Linked DNA regions of Mus musculus: region 1 is linked to region 2. A link is a contact called in public promoter capture Hi-C data. All regions are on one chromosome and are shown on one strand. Each heading gives the region's core, a stretch centred on a gene start, on an enhancer-like site or on the middle of the called end of the contact. The rest is flanking DNA. Distances are from core to core; before and after follow the strand shown. Region 1 holds the start of Ints10 (integrator complex subunit 10). Region 2 holds the start of Klhl2 (kelch-like 2, Mayven).

Region 1 (6,670 bases), core at 1,097-3,596, 3.9 Mb before region 2:
CTTTCTTTCTTTCTTTCTTTCTTTCTTTTCTCGAGACAGGGTTTCTCTGTGTAGCCCTGGCTATCCTGGAACTCACTCTGTAGACCAGGCTGGCCTCGAACTCAGAAATCCACCTCCCTCTGCCTCCCAAGTGCTGGGATTAAAGGTGTGCGCCACCACTTCCTGGCCTCAGATACTTTAATAAATCTGAACCCACAGCAATCTAGAGGACACAAAAGACGTGGTCTCAGAAAGAGAAAACAAAAGCAAGCCAAGAGCCTTCATGCATTCACCCGTTTACACTGTGACCAGTCAGCTCCAGCTCCTGTTGCTATGCCTTCCCCACCAGGATGGACTGTATCCTTAAAACCTGAGTCAGGACACACCCTTCCTTTCTGAGCTGCTTTCTATCAGTCACAGCAACAGAAAAAAATAACACTCTATTAAAAACAACAAGAAAAACAAGAACAAAACTCACAAAGGTAAACCACAGGCCAGAAATAACCAAAGAGAACAGTCGCAGCGACACTCGTATGAGGGGCACCAGCAGTATAGTAGCCGGGCGGTGGTGGCGCACGCCTTTAATCCCAGCACTCGGGAGGCAGAGGCAGGCGGATTTCTGAGTTCGAGGCCAGCCTGGTCTACAGAGTGAGTTCCAGGACAGCCAGGGCTATACAGAGAAACCCTGTCTCGGGGGAAAAAAAGAAACAATGATATAGTAAGATATCATTTTCCCCATGATACAGGTGGGGTGTGGCGGCATAGCCTCTGTCCCAGCTAAGAAAAGAGGAACAAGTGGGTCTGAGTTCAACACTACCCTGCCCAATAAAGTGAGGTTCCTCTGTCTCATGAGGAAGAAAAGGAAAAACAGGGGTGGTGGTGGTGGAGGAGATGAACATATACAGGTTGGCAAAAATGTGGAAAACTGCCAATTCATATATATACACATATAAATATATATGTATATATATATATATATATATATATATATATATATATATATACATACATATATATAATTTGTGGAAACAGATATTTAGGCTATCCTTTTTAAAGAGTAATTTGATAGATGATGAATTGTACATATCCCTTAGCTACAAAACATCAAAATATGGGTGCAGAATTACTCACTGACATTCCAAACATAAATAAATTGGAAATTAACCATGCACCCAGAAAATGATACATGGCCATTAAGAACATCAGTTGTCTCTATAGACTAGACCCAGAGGGTCCACAACAGCGGGTTATGAAAGTACACTTCAGGGTAGAATGGCCTCGCTTTTATCAGCTACCCAGTGTATGTATGTATACATATGGAGACACACAAAACTTAGCTCTGGGTTAGAAGGGATTTCACATTTCATTCTATCAATTGCTGTCTGAATGTTTGTAATGAGCCTATGATAAATCACTGGCTACAAATTTGGGGATTAAAATACAAGAATTAAAAAGTCGTCTCTGTAGAACGCCTGTTGGCAATTAAGGCCTGAATTCTGGGTACCAGGGAAGAGGATGATCTTGCAGAGCCCCGACTGCTACTATCAATTGTTCATATCTGAAGAGGACCCCTTCAGATATCAACAATAGCTCCCAGAACGATCCCAGTTAACTCACATGTCATACAGCAACCTCCCTGCGGTGGCAGTCCTCTCGGCATTCCGTTCGATGGTGTACATTTCATACTGAAACAAGGCAGACAGGGTCAACGGCTTCCACGGTGGTAGCTGGTCCAGCTCCAGCCCACCTGCAGCACTGCTCAGAGGTGGGCCTTCACCCAGAACACCCACGAAGGGAAATGAGAGCCTGGTGGCCCAGAATTCACCCCATCTGCAGGGCTTCTAGGATCAAGTGGAGTAGAAACGTCCCCAAAGAAGCAGCAACTGAACAGATGGCTGCTACCATGATCAATGAATGAATGCCCTGGGCCCTAGTGGCAAAGATGCACTGTACAGGATCAACCAGACCCGGATTTACTGTATGGTTTCCGCCTTTGCAGGTGCTGGGGAAAAGGTTGGTCAACTGTCCTGTGGAGCAGGGTAGGAGCAACGTGGGGAGGGGGACAGCGGCCGCGCAAAGCGCCCAGGGCCACTGGGCTCGGCCAAACGCTCTCTTCCGCGCGTGCGGACGCGCCGGGTCTGACTCACCTGGATGTTGAAGTCGGCCGGGTAGAGGCTGCGGGCCGTGATCAGCCATGCCTTGGCTGCCCACAGGTCCTGGGGCACTAGTTCCCGGGCTCGCTGCACCAGAAACTCACAGTCGCCCTGGGCCGACATGGTCCCGGGTTTTTGCCCTTCCAGTAGGCGACACTAGGGCGCCGCCAACCCCCAGGTGGCCACTGCGCATGCCCAGAGACCAGCCAACCACAGGCCGCAGAGGTTCTGTAGAGTCCTATGGAAACTACGGAGACCTGGATTTTCATTACTCGGATTGCCATCCGTCGATGGTAGCGCGCCGCTGACCGCCTGGGAGTAAGCGTCAGAGTCGGCAACCCTGTGCTCCAGGTTCTTGCGTTCTCCTTTGATTCCAGCCCGGGTTTGAAGGTCCGCGACACGCTCAGACACGGAGCGGCGGTCCTTCGGTGTAAATAAACCTGGTGCCCAGGGTTAAGGTGTAGTTTCGAAGTGTCGCGGAGGGCTGGGCCTGGACTGTGCAAGACGACCCCACCCTCGCATGCGGAAAGACCCTGGATCGCCTGTTGCTTTTGAGCTTTGCCAACATCTTTGCCCCTGCCCCAGGCATTATTTCGCCTGAATCTTATTCTTTTTCTCCTATACGGAAAAATTAGCATTTAGAAGATGCTCGGCTGGATGTCCGAACCACCTGCTCTGCAAGAGTTAAAAAAAAAAACAAAAACAAAAACAAAAAAAAACAAAAAAACAAAAAAAAAACAAAAAAACTTTGATCATTTGAACAATGGAAAATAGCTGCAGTATAAATCGGTACCGAAATCCTGGCTTTGGTTTTGCATTTGAACAACCACAATAACAAAACAGTCCCCCTGTTCTGTTGACAAGGCAATATTCATTTATTGAATTGGAAGTGTCCGGAAAGTGAATTGCTAGCTTTGGTTTTCCGTCTAAGTGCATGTATATATATATATTTCTTATAGGTGTTTGTATATAGTTCCTATCAACTGTAGCCATCATTTGCCACTTAAAACCAGGACATCGAAGAATTCAGAGCTGGTTTTCTTTTCTTTTTTCCTTTGAGACATTCGGTCATGGCCCAAGCTGACCTTAAACTTGGCAAGTATACGAGGATGATCTTAAACTCCTGATTCCTGACTTCCATCTCCAAAGTGCTGGAATTAAGGACATGTGCCTGTTCTGATTAATTTTTTTTTCTTTAACAAAGAAATTAGGAATTTACTTATTTAAGTAAAAAATACAGATATTAAAAATAAATATGAATATAAACATTACAATAGTGAATTGCAGTTCTTGGATGAAGCTTTGTTTATGTCAAAGATTATTTGTGAAGAGAAGGGACATAGGCTACGAAACAAAACTATTTGGGGCAATAAACATCTACATCATCTCTGATATCTGACCTAACTGTCTTCTTCCAGATAAGCTTTTTAGGAGGGATCTTTAAGCCTGGAAGACTTGAAGCTCCAGTAACCTTCAAGTTAAGAATGAAATAATACCTGGTCTTTATGGAAGAGGTTTCCCAACCTTTCTCTAGCCCAGCTACCCGATGTCTATGCTGGCAAATGCATTGATCTGTTGCTCTCTTTTGTTCTGTGATCCTAGAAGCTCAGGTGGCTTCCCTACCGTGAACATATCATCCAAGGCAAGGTGAGACCTGGCCAAACCATCTCATTCATATTAAGCTTTGAATGAACTTTCTTTTAAGTTCCTTTATTGTTTTATATCGATCTTATTTATAGAAATGTAAAAATACAGGCTTGCTAATGAATAATTTATAAACAAGTAGTAAAAATTTGTGGTGAATTAGTGTGCTGATTCAAAAAGTGCAGAGACAGAGGGGTGTCGTTTTAGGTAAAACACCAAAAAATGTCAAACTCAAGTTTGGTTATCCTGAATTTTTAAAGGAAGTCTGAAAATTTAGCTGGCCATAGTGGCTCAAACCTTTTATACCAGTACTTGGAACAGAGGCAGGTGGACCTCTGTCACTTCAAGGCCACCCTGGTTTATTTAGGCAGTGTCAGGCTAACCAAGGCAAAGAACAGAAAGAGAAACCAAAGAGGCTGGAAAGATGGCTCAGCCACCCTGGTTTATGTAGGCAGTGTCAGACTAAACAAGGCAAAGAACAAAAAAGAGAAACCAAAGGGGCTGGAAAGATGGCTCAACAGTTAAGAGCACTGACTGCTCTTCTGAAGGTCCTGAGTTCAAATCCCAGCAACCACATGGTGGCTCACAACCATCCGTAATGAGATCTGTGCCCTCTCCTGGTGTGTCTAAAGACAACTATAGTATACTTACATAGAATAATAAATAAATCTGAGAGAGAGAGAGACCAAAGAGGGAATAGGAGTTCTGAAAATTCACAGGTGGTTTGAATGAGAATGGTCCCCACAGGCTCATTGGTTTGAATCCTTGGTCACCAGGGAATGGAACTATTTGAAAAAAATTAGGGGGTGTGGTCCTCTTGAAGGAGGTGTGTCATTGGCTGGAGTCTCACTCTTCCTGCTGCCTGCAGATCAGGATGTAGAACTTTCAGCTACTTCTTGAGCAGCTTATCTACATGCTGCCATACTCCTTGCCATGATGGCAGTGGACTAAACCTCTGAAACTGTAAGCCAGCCCTAATTAAAATGTTTCCTTTATAAGAGTTGGCCTTGGCATTGGTGTCTCTTCACAGCAATAGAACACTAAGACAGAAGTTGGTGCCAGGAGTTGGGTATTGCTGTGACAGGCTTGACCATACTGCGTGTTGGTGGAATGTTCGAACTTTGGACTAGAAAAGCAGTTGAACACTTTGACTGGGTTTTAATGGGACATACTACAAGGAGCACCAAAGGCAGTAGTGCTGAAAGATGCCCGTTATGACAGGTGAGCTCAAGGGGCTTCAGAGAAGAATGTTAGTAAGTAGACTAAAGATAGTTGTTGGTGAAGAATGTAGCTGCTTTCTGCCCTTGTCTGAAAAAATAAATCTATCTGAGGCTAAGTTGGAGAGTTTTAGATTAATGGTGTTGGGAGAGGAGATTTCAAGACAGCTTAGTATTGACTCTGTTGTGTTATTAGAAGTCACTCTTATACAGATCTATAATGAAAAAGAGAAAGCTGCGAAAGAAATAATATAAAATGTACAGTTTGAGGAGGAAACGAGCACCAAAAAGTGTAATGGAGCTAAGTTTAGTGCCCAAGGAGATTAAGAAGTTTAAAGAAAGGCCTAATGCTAAATGAAATAAAGGGAATGGTGACTTCCAGGCAAGACTCTACCCAGCTGAGCTTCCAATTGTGGGAAATTAAATTTAAAATTAAAGAAAAGCTTAAGCAGCTAAGTAAACATCAAAACCAGAAAACTGGTGAAAATGTATGTATCTGAAGAAGGAGGTCAAGTTCTACCCCTAGCAAGATCGAGACCTTGTCAGCTTTGACAACAAAGTTTTGGCTTTAGAGTTGAAAGAAAGATGAAATTTCAAGACCTGTAAGTCATACAAAGTACTCAGAAATTGCTGGTTGTTTGTGAGCCTAGAGGCTGCCTGGGGCTGAGAATAAAGAAAAACAAACCCGGGAATACTCCACAGTTAAAACATTCCTGGGAACATCTTGACCATAAAGATAAGAGGAATGTGAGGACATAACAGGGCTATCTAAACTGAGTCAACAACTCACAGAACTCTGACACCCTGCACGTACATGTAATTTTTCTGCTGATGTTTGAATAAGTCAATAGTGTGTTGCTATGCTGAATTCCACACCCCTAAGCCCCTTACCCCATAAAAAACCCTAGCTTCTGAGCCTCGTGGCTAACATCCATTATCTCCTGTGTGGGATGCATGTCGGTCCGGAGCTCCGTCATTAAACTACCCCGTGTAATTACATCAAGGCCTTTTCGTGATTCTTTGGGTGCACACCGAATTGGGAATTGAGTGGGGGTTTCCCCACTAGGTTCTATCAGAGTCAAGTATGAAAGAAAGGTGTTTGTGAAATATCCTCCTGTGGAAAGGAAAGCCACTGAGGCCAGGCACATGTCAGGAGTGTCCCTACATGGAGGCCCAGAGAGACCATCATAAGAAGCTGTGTAACTGAAGTCTAGATTTCATTGGAAAGAAGATGTTGGAGATGCCAGAGTAATGGGATACCTGTCAAGGAGGACTGATAACAGCATGTGGAAACAGGCCAAGAGAGAGAAGTATATGGCTGTCAATGAAGCTGGAAGGAGTTGGAGATCTGAAGACCACTTTGCCATCAGACGTGGAGATGCAGAATTTTTTTGCCCTGATGTTTTTCTGTCTTGCTTTGGTCCAGTATTTCCTTACTTTGCTCCTTTTTCTCCCCTTTGGAATAACAATGAGTATTGTATGCTGCTGAATGCTGGAAGTACATGATTTGCTCTTTGATTTTGATTTTACAGAGGTAACAGTTAAAGAGGTTGCCTTGAGTTTCAGAAGAGACCTTGAACTTTGGACTTTTAAGCAGTCTTGAGACTGTGATAGAGTATGAGGACATTTGAAATTGGCTACCGTCAGATATGGCCAGGAATGTAATGTGGTGTTTTT
Region 2 (6,001 bases), core at 1,064-3,563:
GTTTTATTTTACAAGCATTGAACAAATAAATGCAGTTTTATACAGTTTCATCCCTTGACGGGGGGTGGGGGCATCTTGAAAAATCAGGGGTCTGGAAATATGGCTCAACCATTAAGAATGTTTGCTATTCTTATAGCAAGCTGGGGTTTTGATTCTTAGCATCCGTATTGGGTGGCTTACAAATACTTGTAATTACATCTCCAGGTAACCCAATCTACTTTTCTGGCCTCCTTGGGCACCTGCATGATTGTGTGAACATCACAAAAATAAGCACTCTTCTGGGTTTACTTCTACAAATGGAGTGGTGATAAAAAAAAATAGACATTTAGAATATTAGCAGAAAATTGTGATGGACAAAGATGAACCAGAGGAAGATCTAATGGGGGCTATGACTCAAAGTATGTGCCTCGCACACTGACACACCCTTTAGAAATTATTATTATTATTATTATTATTATTATTATTGCTTTTCAATGCTGCGATTGAATCCAGAGCTATGTATTTGCCAGGCACTATCACTGAGCCATAGCCCCCTCTTTAATTTATTTCAACTTGTTATGAGACAGAGTCCAACTAGGTTGCTAAGGCATAGTTTTCGAACTCATTCTGTACCAGGCTTACCTTTTGCTAGTGAGCTTGTATGTGCTTCACATCCACTTTCTCATCCGACTTTTGCTTTATAAAGCAGGAACTTTTCTTATGGCTCAGACAGATCCATCACGAATCCTAAGGAAGTATTATTAGTGATGGATCTGTCTGAGCCATAAGGAAGTCATCATGCAGGCCCTCCGCATGGCAAATCAGTAATGGCCTAACGATGCAGAGATATTAATCACGGCAAGGCATATTTTCTTTATTAAAACAAGTCACCACTGAGCACCCTTTCTTGGCCTCCTGAGTGCGGGGATTATAAGCACACACCAACACTTTTGCAATTATTTTATTTAAGTACTTATTGGCAGTGCTAGGGATGGAGCCTTGTGCTCCCTCAGGCAAGCACTCCGTTCGTGTGATGCTGGAGTGGCCCAGGGATCATGTCTTGGTCTTTTCTGTAGCTACATTACAGAGCTTATTTCAACTAGTCTTGTGACTGTACATACGATCTACATGGGTCAACTTCCAAATTTAAGTTCACTCCGGACGCTACTTCTCCTGAAGCCTAATCCATCGGAATTCTTACTGAGCACTTTATCATCTAGAATCTGACCACTTCTTTCAATCCCTCTGACTCCAGTTCAGCCATCTTTCTTTTGTATTTTGGCTAGACTAAACTTGCCTGCTCCCTTCCCTCCGCGAGTGTATCACTTATACAACTAACGGTAACCATTTGGCCAGTAATGGTCTAGTACTGCCTCAGTTACAGTAAGTAGAGAGTCTCAGACCTTGCCTTCCTTCAAGCCTGGAATCCTGGCTCTACCCCGAGGGTGCCTAGACAGTAAGTTTGGAGTGGAACTGAAGAATTCCCATCTCTAAGTTCCCAGGTGTTTCTTCCGCTAGCAGGCATTGGTGGAGAATTCGGAACCCTCCTGCCTTTTCTCAATGTGACAGGCATCTTGCTGACAGGGATCTTCACTGATTTTGCCTTAGCCCTGGACATTCACCCACCCCTTGAGTGGTTCAAGGTTCATGTTAATTCATCTTTGTTTAACTGATACCCCAAGAGGCCTTCCGGACCGTTCCTCATCAAACAGCACGCCCTATCTCACCGCCGTTTCTTCTTCTTCCCAGTGGACATCCTGGGCTCATTGTTTCTCTTATCACGTCCAGATGGGCAGCTAGCTAAGCTAAACGACCCACGTTTGCTCAGTCACGTCCCCAAGCTCAGCCTAGCAGGTGCTCAACTCAGTTGTCCAAGGACCAGATTAGGAACACCCAGGAAAGACGCCCGCTAGCTTCGGGCTTGGGACACTGGTCAGGCCGATCTATCTCGTCTTGCCTCGGTTTCCCCCTTCGGAAAGGCAGTGAATGGTCTGCCCTCCCCCGCATCCCCACGGGGGTGGGGGAGGCACTCGGACGCCAAGACAAGGATGTGAACACACCGGTGAATCAGAGCAAGCGGTGCACCGGAGAGCACCCCTTCCGCGCGAGCCCTCCCCGCCTCCGAGCTCCCAGCCTCGGCCCCGGGTCTACTCCCTCCCCCGCGGGCGCGCGCTCGCCCGTCCGCCCGCCGCCTCCTCCTCCAGACGCCGCGGAGGAAGGGGCGGCGCCGAGGGAGGGGTCCCTCCGCCGCGGGAGGCCGCAGCGCCCGCCCGTCACGGCGCCGGCGCCGGCCGGGAGAACCCGGAAGTGGCCGAGCAGCACGCTCGCCCGCTCGCCTGTCCCGCCGCCGCCGCCGCCGCCGTCGCCGCCCGGCACTCGGGGGAGCGCGGGAGCCGCGCCAGGCACACGAGCGCGCGGGGCCGACGGGCCATGGCCGCGGGGGCCGCCGCCGCAGGTGGTGGCGCGCGGTGAGGAGCGCTGCGCCCCCTCGGGGCGGATGGAACGGGGCTGGGCGGGCGGACAGTGCCGGCGTCCGCGGCTGGTATGGTGCTGGCGGCGGCGGTCGCTGCCTGCGTTCTGAAGCCCGCGAGGAGCCACAATGGAGACGCCGCCACTGCCTCCCGCGTGAGTGAGCGGGCGCCCGGGCGCGCGGCGGAGGGCTGTACGGTTGCGGAGGGCGCGCGGCGCTGCGGAGGACACGCCGCGATCGCGGGGGGTGGCGGGCGAGGGGAGGCGCGGGGCGTGACGGGGCGCGGCGCCCGCAGTCCGGGGGGCGACCGCGGGACCGGACTCTGCCAGGCCGGCCGGCCGTGGGTAGGGGCTTCTTAGTCCCGGGGCGAATTGAACGTTCGGGATGGAGCTGTGCGTGGGGCTTGGCGGGGTGTGCGCGCGCGGGGAGTGGTGGTGGTGGTGGTGGTGGGCTACGATCGCCCTGTCGGTACCCCACCTCCCCCCTCCCCGGAATGCATGGGCTGCTGCTGCCCATCTCGCCTACCCCTTGCTAGTAGGGAGCGAGAGGAAACTGGAAAGTACCAGACGCCTGGAGTCTAAAATGAATGCAATCTGAGGTTGCTTGCTTCTTGGAATTTCTAATAAAATTAATATCCAAGGAGCTTTTACATCACTCCAAATGAGCTGCGGCCGTTTTAGGGCATGTGATCTCCTACCTGGCACTGCAGAAAATCTTTTATCCAGAAATCAGAGCATCTCTCGTTCCCTTGGTACCCGGGGCACGTTGGTAGTGTTACCGACCTGTTAGGCACAGGTGTCTTTTTTCCTTGGTGCCCAAGTGCATTCAAGATCACCTGCAACAAAATTACTTTCTAGAAATAAGAGCTTTAAAGAAAAAAATCATGTGGAAGATGTTATTCTGTACAAGGATTTTTGTTTTTTGAAAAAGTGGCCTGTAAATCTTCGGGAGTTTGAACGTTTCGTCCTCCCCACCCCCACTCCCACCCCACGCCACCTTCATCAGTTTAACCTTTATGAAGGAGTACAGAGTCCTTTGGATCTGACTTTCAAACCGCAGACAAACCTCTCTCCAAAAAGGGTGAACCTTTTCATTCGATCTGATTCATGGAACCTTATCGGTTTTCAATGAGATTCGGCTAGCCAGTTTCCTTCTATCACCGTTGTCGTCACCAGCCTCTTGTGCCTATTTGGCAGGATTCCAGCTAAAATAAGGATATTTGGTTTGGGCTGAACATTTCTTTTTCTTGTTCTTTTTGTATTTTGTATTTTGAGTCCTTTTATGAGATCACATGGGATGATAGATCCACAGTTTCTGTATGTGCAGTGTTTTGAGCTTGAGTGGAACAGGTCGTGGGGATCTGAAGAGTGGGTGAGTCTTGGCTTGCCCCTTCTGGGCTCATAGAAATGATAGAAAAAGCAAGGGATCAGATGCTTTGCAGATGGTGGCAGCTTTGAGGCTCTGATCTGCTCACGCTCCCCAGAAGGTTGGGAAAGCTTCCTGAGCCCCCTGGGAAACATGTTAGCAGCCCCCCCACCCCCCACCTTGGAAGCAGAGTGAACTGGAGAGAACCAGGGGACCTTAGGATGAAGGTTCAGAAGAAAAAAAGATGGGTGTGGAAAACAGACCCTAGAGCAAGCCAAGGCATAGAAAATGGTTTAAGTCGGAAAACTGAATAAGATGAGCAGCTCTGTTCTTTTGCTATTGTTGCTTCGATTGTAGTTCTGGAACTAGATTGGAGGCTTGAGGTAGTGGAGGAATCCCGGGGTGCTGAGGAGGAAACAGTTGTAGCCTTGCAGTCGCTGGAAAGCTGCTAAGACCTCTGCATTGTTTGTGTGCACTTAATTAAAGCTACAAAGACATTTAATTTGCATTGGGTAGGTCCAAGACTCAAGCCCTCTTCTAGAGCCTGTGCTCTTGCTGCTTAGGTGTCTATGGATTAGACACACAGGTCTTGGCTTCCTACCCTCTGGCTTCTTTGTGTCTGTTTCCTTTAACTCCCTTTTACCTTGGGTCATGCTGTCTGCTGTAAGCAATTGCAGGTGAGGTCTTTGGGGTGGGGGTGGGGAGTTGTTTGCTGGGGCTTCCTGGCTAGAGCTAGGTTAGGAGCACTCACTGGGAGCACTCACCTCTTTTTAAGCACTGAGTGTTAGCCTGAGCTTCAAGGCAAAGAGAGACGTTTGACCTGGACTTAAAGGGCCTTAGGTAATAGGATGGAAGCAGACTCAGAATTCTCTTGTGTGTCTGTGTAGTAATTCATTCAGTGTGCAAATTCTTGGATGCCTGTCTCTGCCTGGCACTTTTCATGATGCTTGTCTGGGCTTCTGTTCTAAGAGTCAAGGCTGCATTGTTCTCTGGTCTCACCCTTCTTCCCTTAGGCTGTCTTGGAGGGTTGGTAGGCATCTCTGCCTGCATTCTTAGTTCCTCATTTTGATTTCTGCCTTTTCCACTCTGCCTCCAACTTTTTCTCATCTTCTGAGAAGTCTCATTGATTGCCACTATATGTCGTATTTCCAGTTGTCTTTTTTGCATACTTGAGTATGTGTGGCATTCAGGTTCTGTTTCAGTTGGAGGTCTAGGTAATAGTAAGACCACAGGTTGAAAGATGTGCAACCAAGAAAATTAGGTATCAATGAACGAGTCAGGGAATTCGAGGTGGTAAGTGGGCTGTGCAGACGGAGTGAGAGCTAAACAGCCTTGACTTCCGCGGTACTCTTCATATATTAGCCTTTATGGTTATTTGCATGAAGGGGTTTCCTAATTATTAAGCTGACAAAGCCTGTAAAGTTGGGATTGTGTGGATCCCTTTGACATCCCTTTTGGAATAGTTTTCTTAGCTCTTGTTTCTTCCCCCAAGCTGTCTTACTCCTCCTGGCCTTACGGTCTTGCTTTTTCTCCATTCAGCAGCGTAATCATGCCTGAGCTGCCACCTTATCTGTTCTCAGTGGGATCCTGCATCACTGGAAATGCCTGTCATCAGAGGTGTACCACACAGCCAGACAACTTGTTAGCCATCCATGCTCTAAGGGCATTTAGTCCTCCAAAGATGGGTTGGATCAGAGCAAAGGTTTCAGGTCTTTGGATTTCTTTGATCTGTTTAAAGGAAAAAGTCAAGTCCAGGATAGAGTTGCCAAGTTTCTGGTTTTGCCAAGTCAAGAAGTATCTGTTGAAGAGTTATTAGCAAGTGTCATTATCAGTTATCAAAGGCTATTGTAATACTGTTCTCCAATAGAAGGAAGGTTCCGAAGGGATAGTACTTTAGTAGTATAAATGTAAGTTTGTGAAAACTTGCTTCATTGCCCCTATTTTGTCACAGAAACAAAGTAATTTGTTGAAGCTTGATGCTTTGTAGTGCATCTCTTGCCTGCAGAACCAGGGCTCTTGGAGATTGAGTATGGTGAATTGCCAACCCTGCAGTTTAGCGTTTGTACGCCCATCTATCATAAAGCCCATTGGAGTACATTCTCGGTTTCACTTCATTAGTCATAAATATTGAAGCAGAGTAGCTATCATTTCTTTAAACATTTTTTTGTTAAATCTTTATTTTATGTG

What was found. Promoter capture Hi-C pulls out the DNA fragments that hold promoters and counts their contacts.
Region 1: a promoter capture Hi-C map of frontonasal cranial neural crest shows a contact between it and region 2. The contact joins the promoter of Ints10 here to the promoter of Klhl2 in region 2. A contact is called at or near these places in 2 of 39 promoter capture datasets (frontonasal cranial neural crest and pre-B cells).

What each region holds. Positions count from the first base shown.
Region 1 is chr8:68,789,605-68,796,274 of GRCm38.p6, reverse strand. Ints10 (integrator complex subunit 10) reads right to left here and starts at 2,346. Exons shown (of 17, transcript NM_027590.4): 1 at 2,127-2,346; 2 at 1,597-1,664. The coding sequence starts at 2,255.
Region 2 is chr8:64,846,236-64,852,236 of GRCm38.p6, reverse strand. Klhl2 (kelch-like 2, Mayven) reads left to right here and starts at 2,313. Exons shown (of 15, transcript NM_178633.3): 1 at 2,313-2,604. The coding sequence starts at 2,579.